Linked DNA regions of Rattus norvegicus: region 2 is linked to region 1. A link is a contact called in public Hi-C data. All regions are on one chromosome and are shown on one strand. Each heading gives the region's core, a stretch centred on a gene start, on an enhancer-like site or on the middle of the called end of the contact. The rest is flanking DNA. Distances are from core to core; before and after follow the strand shown. Region 1 has its middle 80 kb from the start of Fzd3. Region 2 overlaps Elp3 (elongator acetyltransferase complex subunit 3).

Evidence for each region. A called contact is a pair of places that touch in the nucleus more often than the background predicts.
Region 2: a contact with region 1 is called in a Hi-C map of frontal cortex, with 1.9 times the contacts expected there. The contact joins two enhancer-like sites. A contact is called at or near these places in 2 of 12 Hi-C or Micro-C datasets (Schwann cells and frontal cortex).

What each region holds. Positions count from the first base shown.
Region 1 is chr15:43,581,442-43,585,701 of GRCr8, reverse strand. No RefSeq gene overlaps it. Among named protein-coding and RNA genes, the nearest start is that of Fzd3, 80 kb to the left of the region's middle. Within about 2 kb of position 1,856, at least 14 of the 93 cell types and tissues checked have an H3K27ac peak or open chromatin away from gene starts, as enhancers often do.
Region 2 is chr15:43,967,245-43,971,496 of GRCr8, reverse strand. The region is part of intron 7 of Elp3 (elongator acetyltransferase complex subunit 3); the gene reads left to right. Among named protein-coding and RNA genes, the nearest start is that of Elp3, 23 kb to the left of the region's middle. Within about 2 kb of position 1,651, at least 8 of the 93 cell types and tissues checked have an H3K27ac peak or open chromatin away from gene starts, as enhancers often do.

The DNA of each region.
Region 1 (4,260 bases), core at 607-3,106:
CTGTCATCAAAGGAAGTCAGGGAAGGAATTTGACACACAAACCATGGAGGAATGCTGCTTACTGGCTTGCTCCCAGGTTCACATTCAACAATCTTTTCTTAAGCAGCCTAGGCCCACCTGCCTCGAGAGATATCACCCACAGGGCTGGGTCCTTATATATCAGTTAGCAATAAAAACAAATGCCCTACAGACATGTCCATAGCAATCCCTCCATTGAGGTTTCTCCTTCCAGGTCTGTCATTGAAAATCAAGATTACCTTTCACAGGGTCTTTGCAAATATGACTGGAGAGACAGTCTGGAGTATCAGAGGGATCCCAGTCTGGTCAACATGATTTGGTAAAAATCACAGGATGTTCTTGGCCTTGTAGAGAGTAAAAAAGATGTCATATTGCAAGGACTTACTCTACTGTCTCTGACTTTAAAGATAGAAGAAGGTTGCCCTGGATGCACTGGGAACAGCTTTCAGTGACAGTTAACAAGGATGAGGAATAAAGTCACCCCCACCCTAATCTCCAGAATGGAACTGCTGGCACCTCACTTAGGCCCCCTAAGACCTTCAACGTTAGAGCTACAGAACTATACCACAGCTAATGTGAGTTGTTGAACCCCTGTGGTGGTGATGATCTGTTAGGACAGCAGTAGAAGATATACCTGATTTCTACAAGCTGTAAAGCATTCAGTGAATGAGTAATGAGAAGTGGTCCAAGGAATCCATTAAGAATGGGACAGTTCATAGAGCTGGCCAGTTGGCAGTGATGCTAGCAGTTGACAGGATGGAAATTGAGTAAGAACAACTGGTCCCCTGGGCCTTTTAATCCACCAAAACTAAATCCGTTTCTATTCCATTGTGTTCATATCTTGAAACTTGAGTTCTTCATACTTTCCTTCAAAACTGCTCCGTTTCCTCTCTGGTCGTCTAGTCAAGCATGTGTCCTCATCAGCATGCATTGTCACCGCAAATCCAGCCACGTGGGGAGGAGGTCAGGCCTTAGGAAAATACTGAGACCTTAGAAGAGAACACAGCTCTGATACCTGGTCTCTGTGTACTCCCAGGTAGTAGTCACAAGAGAGAATTATATGTGAAGCCATTTATTTAAAAAAGCAGAACCGGGGCTGGGGATTTAGCTCAGTGGTTAGAGTGCTTACCTAGGAAGCGCAAGGCCCTGGGTTCGGTCCCCAGCTCCGAAAAAAAGAACCAAAAAAAAAAAAAAAAATTAGATAAAAAAGCAGAACCCACAGTCAGAAACTTGTGTTTTGAAATATTTGGACACAGGAAGCTCTTGGCTAAGGTCCATAATGAGTCACCATCATCTGCTCCTCAACCGGAGACTTAATGCTTCATCCTCTCCATGTCTGTAGATTGCTCAGTCTAACATCAGATGGGACTCCTGGGCATTCTTCAGCCCCCAAATACTATTAGATGAACTGCTGTGTCGTAAATACACTAGACATATCCAAACACTGTACATGAGACGGATCAGCGAATCATATGTATTTTAGGAATTTTTTTGATAGCAGACTTGTTAGAAAATTGTTTGCTAAATATGGGAAATAAATGAATGCGCTAAGTCTGGAGGCAGCTTCTGCTTTCCCATATGTCCAGACGGAGAGGAGTTGTCTCTAACAACAGATTGGACATGGTTGAGCCCGTTTAAAGGAACTGTGGTGATGCATGTCTGTGCCAGCCATCGGTGGAGGGCAGCTGTCGGTCAAAGACCATCTGAATGAGCCTGTCATAATGACAAGGCCAAGTCCTGGGGGAGGATGAGCATTTCTGAAAATCCCCAGGGCCACAGGCTGTAGGAAATTGCTTCCTTCCTGGAGCCTTCACTCTAGTTAAAGTTGATTAACAAATCCAGAGGCACTCAAGAGAGCAAGCTGAATCCTCCCATGTAAAAGCCCTTCCTCCGCCTCCTCCAGTTCACGGATAGTTGTTTCCCAGAAACAAGATGGAATCAAGTAGGAGTCTGTTTTAGCTGACATCCTTTTGGGTTTCTTTAGAGGGAAGGGTCATATTTATATTATTTTTTCTTGTCTGTAGGTGAGTTATTTGGGGAAATGTTTCAAGTCTCTATGACTATTCAGCTACATATATTCATTCATTCACCTACTCCATACTCCATGAGGTAAAACTGGTTAGAAAAAGAAAATGGTAGTTTCGACAGTTTCTTGCAAAGCTACATTGTAATGAGTACGCTTCCTACACTTAGCACTATACACCGCTTTTCCCAAAGTTGGTGGGGGCGCAAATGTGGAAGAAACCAGTTTTGCCATAAGGAATGAGTGTACAAAGAACGTTATAGAATATAAATGATGAGAGATTAAATCAGCAATTATTTTTTGATAAAGTATTAGTTGCTGCCAGGGGAGGAGGGATGGGATGGGGGTTTGTGGAGGGCAAACTAGGAAAGGGGACAACATTTGAGATGTAAATGAATAAAATATCCAATAAAAATATAATTTAAAAAAAGTGTTGGTTGCTGGGACTATGGTGTGTTAGTTGGTTCCTGTTGCTATAACAGAACACTTGAGGCTGGACAGTTTATAAGGGGGCTTCTATGGGATACAGTTCTAGAAGGTGAAAGTCCCAAACTGGATGGCTGTATATGCCTGGCACTTGGATGACGGCCCAGTGTTGCTCCATCTGTGGAAATAAAGCAAGAAGCAAGGAGACACATGCAAAGAAATCTCTTATTGATCTTAATATGTGTGCATGAGTGTCTTCCCTACGTGCATGTTAAATATACCATGCGTGTGCCTGGTGCCCACAGAGATCAGATGTAGAAAGCCTCTGAGGACCTCAGAAGAAGAGTTACAGCTGCTATGTGGGTGCTAGGAAGTCAGTCAGAGGCCTATGGATCAGTAATCCATGCTTGTACTCACCGAGCTGCCTCTCCAGTTCCAACATGGAGTGTCCATGTGCATGTCCGTGTGTGTGTGTGTGTGTGTGTGTGTGTGTGTGTGTGTGTGTGTGTGTGTGTCCATGTGCCATCCACCTCGTTGAAGCCTGCAGGGTCTCTGTTGTTTCTGTCATTCTTTGCCTTACATCACCCATCTCACCTTGGGAGTACTGGGATTGCAGACACACTACAATCCAACTTTTCATGTGGGCTTCAGGGATCAGACTGAGGTCATCAGGGTCACTCAGCAAAGGCTCTGCCCACTGACCCATCCCTCCAGCCATCACATAATCCTTTCACATTGCGTTCAAGCCTTACAGGGGGCGTGCAGAACACTAGAGGGGGAAAGCTGCCATAGCAGAGCCAGTTAAGTCACAAAGGAACAGCGCTTTACTGAAGACTTCCTTCTGCACAGCAACAGAGGACAGGAATATCTCTTCTTCATTTGCTGAGCAGAAAACTATACTGTACATAAGATCTGTAAACAGCAAATGTGTCCCTTAACAAGTGACAAAATCTAGGTCTGAATAGTCAAGGACTCTGGCCACCTACCCCAGACCCGTCCCTTGGCTCTTCTTTTTATTGAAGTGGAAGAATATAACTGCACCAATCCCACCGTTAGCATAACAAGACGAGCTTGTGGCATAGGAGAGAACCGTATTTTATAGGAGACAGTTCTGTTGCAGAGCTGCCAAGCTGCAATGCCAGGGTGTCCAAAGGAGTCAGGGACGGTGAGTGGGGCCTTGAGAACCTAGGAACATTAGACCGATCATAACAGATGGAGAAGACTCCAGACAGAGACTGGATCAGTGATCAGATATGCCACATTCTATGCCTGACCTCTAAATAGCAGTAGATCCCAGTCTGAGTGTTCAGGAAGGGAGGTCAGAGCTACACCAGTTGGGAGAGGAGACACAAGCACATACAGATGATACTTAATAGCTAGTAGCATCACATAAAGACAAAGAATCCAGAAACTCATTCCTGGACACCACCACTGGGGAGTTGGGAACATGAGGAGAGGAGGAGAAGGATCATCCACATGTGCAGCAAAGTGAGTGACAAGTTTGCCAAACAGGAGCATGACTCCATGACTCCTGCTGCTGGTCAGACAGGCAAGCTGAGGGCTTTGTGTCCATTCAACTCTTAACGGATTTAGCAGGTCCTGGGTTCGGTCCCCAGCTCCGAAAAACAATAAATAAATAAAGACCCTGAGATGTGATTTTCAGTAAAGAAAAGGCAAGAAATTCGCTGAAGAGAAATTATTATCCTTAATTATTTAGTGGGTTGAAAGTGGGCATGCGCACACCACAGTGTGCATGTGAAGGTTAGAGTACAACTTGTGGATCTCTGGGTTGG
Region 2 (4,252 bases), core at 402-2,901, 390 kb before region 1:
CCCAGCTTTTCTGCTGTAGAGATAGAGAAGGGTCACGTGGAAGCTTAAGGGCCAGCTAGCCTAGTGTGTGTGGCTCAGCAGCACAGGTTAGAGGGCCTTTGCCTTACACAAGTGCCATCACATACACATGTTCATACACGCACAATAACAAATTTAAAAATAAGTAAAAGACTGTAAAATAATTTAGGTAAATAAATCTTCCCAAGCTTATGTACATATAGACCCCTCTTCTCAACACAGGTTTCATATGTTGAAGGTGTGTGTGTGTTTACACATGTGGAGTTCAGCTATAGCTATCTTCAGCATACCTCCTCTATAAGTTTGCTCTGAGCTTTTCCATGTAGGGTTTGAGTCCTGGGCCTCTGTGGAGCAGGCTGGATGAGCATATGGAGAGTTTCTGTGGTACGGCTTTGTCATCAGTCCAAGTGCCCGCAGTCTTGCTGCAGTTCTGGTGCCCCATAGTATTTGACCATAAGTCATCTATTTTTGTTAGAACTTACTCTATTCGGATCACGATGTCTTTGCCCAAAAAAGTCCCCAAGGGAAGAAAGTCTCTACTGCAGATGTCTGGCCAGGGCCAGCATGGGCTTGTTTCTGTTCTTTGCCTCAAGAGGGCACTCTGCTTTTAGTTTAAGAATGGTTCCTCTGACTTGAGTCTTCATTGCAGCAAATTTCCTGAGTGGCTCTTAGGAAGTAATAAAAGTGGAGGGGGCCACCACAACATGGTGCTCCACTCTGCAGCCCGCTCGGCTGCTGTCGCTGCTGTCGGTCTCCCCGTCTCTGTACTTTGTGAGGCAGTGTGAAAAATGCCGCTTTGTGAGCTTTAGTTTGCTTTGTTGAGGTAAATTCTTTGTACGGCTCCCTATAATAAAGTGTTCAGGGGAAATTTTATGTCATTTGAAGTAGCAGTTTCTGAACTAAACTAGAAACAAAATGATTTTTCAGATGTTAGCATCGTTGTGAATTAAAGAACAGCCCAGGAAAACTGGTTTTGGTCTGATGTGTTCTTTTCAGAGCCTGTAGGCAGCCTTTCCTGTCTGTTACCTTGTGAGAGGATGTTTGGAAAATAGATGTTTTGCAGAAGAGCCACCTACTCTGATGGAAGCTGGTTCACTGCAGAGCCTGGCAGGTGTCACCTCCCCACTCAGCTGTGGCACTGAAACCTATTTGCTCAGGATGGTAGGATGTCTGTTTGTCAAGGGGCCATTTTAAACTAGGCCAACATCTTGAGGTAGCAGGTGAGCCACCATTGTTGAAGGTTAAACATCCTTTAGGGCCACACTTTAATTAGTTCATCTGTCCTTTCTTGGTCTTCCTGTGTCTAACCCAAGTGATTAAAGGTTGGTTTGTTGTTCGGTGCCCAGCTCCGAAAAAAAGAAAAAAAAAAAGAAAAAGAAAAAAAGGTTTGGTTTGTTTTTACTTACAAGTTTAGGACTAGATTTTAAACCAGTGTGAGCCTGGTTATTATTTGTGGCCTGTTGATAGCAGGAAGTCTGAAATCTTTGCAGACAGAAAGTGAAGGAACAGGAGGCTGCTCAAGGACAGCACAGGCCTGCCACTGTGAAGGCTGTTGAAGGAAGCCAGTACTGATCACTCAGCCCATCAGCCAGACGGAGCCTTTTCAGGTCTCCAGAGAGCACCAATTACCAATGACTGTCATCCCATAAAACCACCACTTTGGAGAAAGACCACAGTGGGATCTGAGTCACCCATTCACCAGAGTGCGACTGTTGCCAGATAACTCAGAGCAAGCTCTTAATGGAGTTTTATTCCTTTTTAATCAGCTCTGCCCAGAAGCAGTTTTATATTCAGTGTTCCTTGGCTGTTTTCACAAGGTACAATTTAAAAGGGTAGTTACCCATCCAGGAGGCATGAGTCACACTTTTCCCTGTGGAATTTTAAACTCATTTCCATGTCCTGTCGTCCCCTCCCCCCCATCACTGGCTGTAAATTTCCTGTGTCCTTACACATCTTGGGAAAGCTAGGACGCAAGGCAATGCTGGGTACCAAACCCCAAAGTGAATTCCTGTTCTCGCCTAGGCTGTGAAGGAAGCAAAAAGCAGCCTCCAGAGGTCTGGAAGCAACTGGCAGTTTCCACGGTCTTCCCCACGTGCATTGCCATGCATTGTGTAAACTAGCATTCGCTTAGTGTTTTCCCTTTAGGTGAGCAGAACACACACATACTTAACATACCCTTGATTGAATTCGACAGACGTATGTAACAAAACCACTGTTAAGATTCAGAACATGAGGGGTTGGGGATTTAGTTCAGTGGGCCCTGGGTTCGGTCCCCAGCTCCGAAAAAAAAGAAGAAAAAAAAAAGATTCAGAACATGAACAGCTGCAGTGCAATCCAACAAACAGGAGGCAGAAACAGAAGGAGCTCAAATTTGAGGCCAACCTGTGCTTCCTAGTAAGAGCCTGTGAAAGCAGATAAATGATGGAGAGGATTTCTTTCACCAGAGTTACTTTCTTTTCCTCCAGAAAATCCTCACTTTCTCTTCCTAGTATTGGCAATTCTGGTAGTTTTTGTGTTTTTTTTTTTTTTTTTAATTTATTTATTTAATGTGAGTACACTGTTACTTTCTTCAGTCAAGCACACCAGAAGAGGTCATCGGATCCCATTAACAATGGTTGTGAGCCACCACATGGTTGCTGGGACTTGAACTCAGGACCTTTAAAAGAGCAGTCAGTGCTCTTAACCACTGAGCCATCTCTCCAGCCCAGTTTTTGTGTTTTTTAACCCACCATACATGAATTAAACCCACTGTAGAACTTTACATAATGGAGCTGTTAATCATCTAGTCTCCTGTGGAGGGGTCTTTCAGTGACTGTTGCTTGAGGTTCACTAGTGTTGTTCGGTGAATCCAGGGTTGTTCATTTTTAATGCTAAGCAGTGTTCTACTGGGTACATGGACCACAGTTGTGTATGGACCACATTCTGTATCCATTCTTCTGTCTGGATACGGGCTGCTTGCAGCTTTTTATTAATACAACCCTTACCATTTTTGTACAAGTCTTTTCGTGATTAAGTGTATGTATTGCTCTTGGGTAGTAAGCGGAATTGCTAGGCTTGTTAGTGTTTCCATGGGAAATGGCTAGCCATTTTTCTGGGATGATTGTGCTGTCTGTACTCCTAGCACTCATGGGTGAGTGCTTGGTGCTTCTGCATTCCTCCCAGAGCACGCTGCTGTCAGTCCTTTTAATTTTAGCCATTCTGGTGGGTGTGTGACGGCATCTATTGTGGTTTTAATTTGCATTTTCCTGATGACTAATGTCATTGAACACTTGAGTGTTTGCTTGTGCCCTCTGATTGTATTTCCTTTGTGATTTTTTTTCTATTTTTTTGTTGGGCTGTTACATGTCCTTGATTCGAGAACCCAGTCTGTACCTTGGCTATTTATTCTATTGATGATCTCTTAGGGCAGAATTAAGATGACCAAACTTTTTCTTTCTTACCAATGCTTTCTGTATTGTAACTATTAAACCATCACATAGTCCCAGGGCACAGGGTTAGTCTCCTGTGTTGTCTTGTAATTAAAATTTCGGGTTTTACATTTCACTTTCTGATCCCCTTTAAATTAATTTCCATATACTGTGTGAGGTAGGAGTCAAGGCTTATTTTTTCCAGTATGGAGGCTGAATTGTTTTAAGATGATTTCTTTAAAAACTCACCTTTCCCATTTGGAGTTTATCAATTCTTTGTTCCTGTAGCTTGACTGAAGCAGCTCTGGGATAAAAACTAGATTTTTAGGTTTTTTGGGTTTTTTTGTTTGTTTTTTGTTTTTCGGAGCTGGGGACCAAACCCAGGGCTCTACCACTGAGCTAAATCCCCAACCCATTAGATTTTTAGTTCTTATGGAATCTCTAACCTAATGCAAATCACCTTTTCTATTTCCAAGAGGGACGGTAGGTGGGAAGATCACTAGAGGCTATGGGAAGGGAGCGAGTCCTCCTTTATCCTGCTACACCTGATTCATTTATTCATTCTTCATGCTCATTTCTTCAGTTTGATTGGAAGAGTTAGTGCTGACCTCCTAAGCTATTAGACACTAAACATTGTTGGACCTGCTGGGAGTTCCCTGTTTAAAAGGAGGGACAGGCATATCCATAAATAACAGATAAACTTTGTAGTGTGGATGCACACAGAGCTCATACCAAGGACTCTGGGAACATGTCACTGAAGGAGAGATGGCTTTGAGCAGAGTTGAAGACTGGGTGGCAGCGTCCCTGCCGCCTTCCTAAGGCATTCC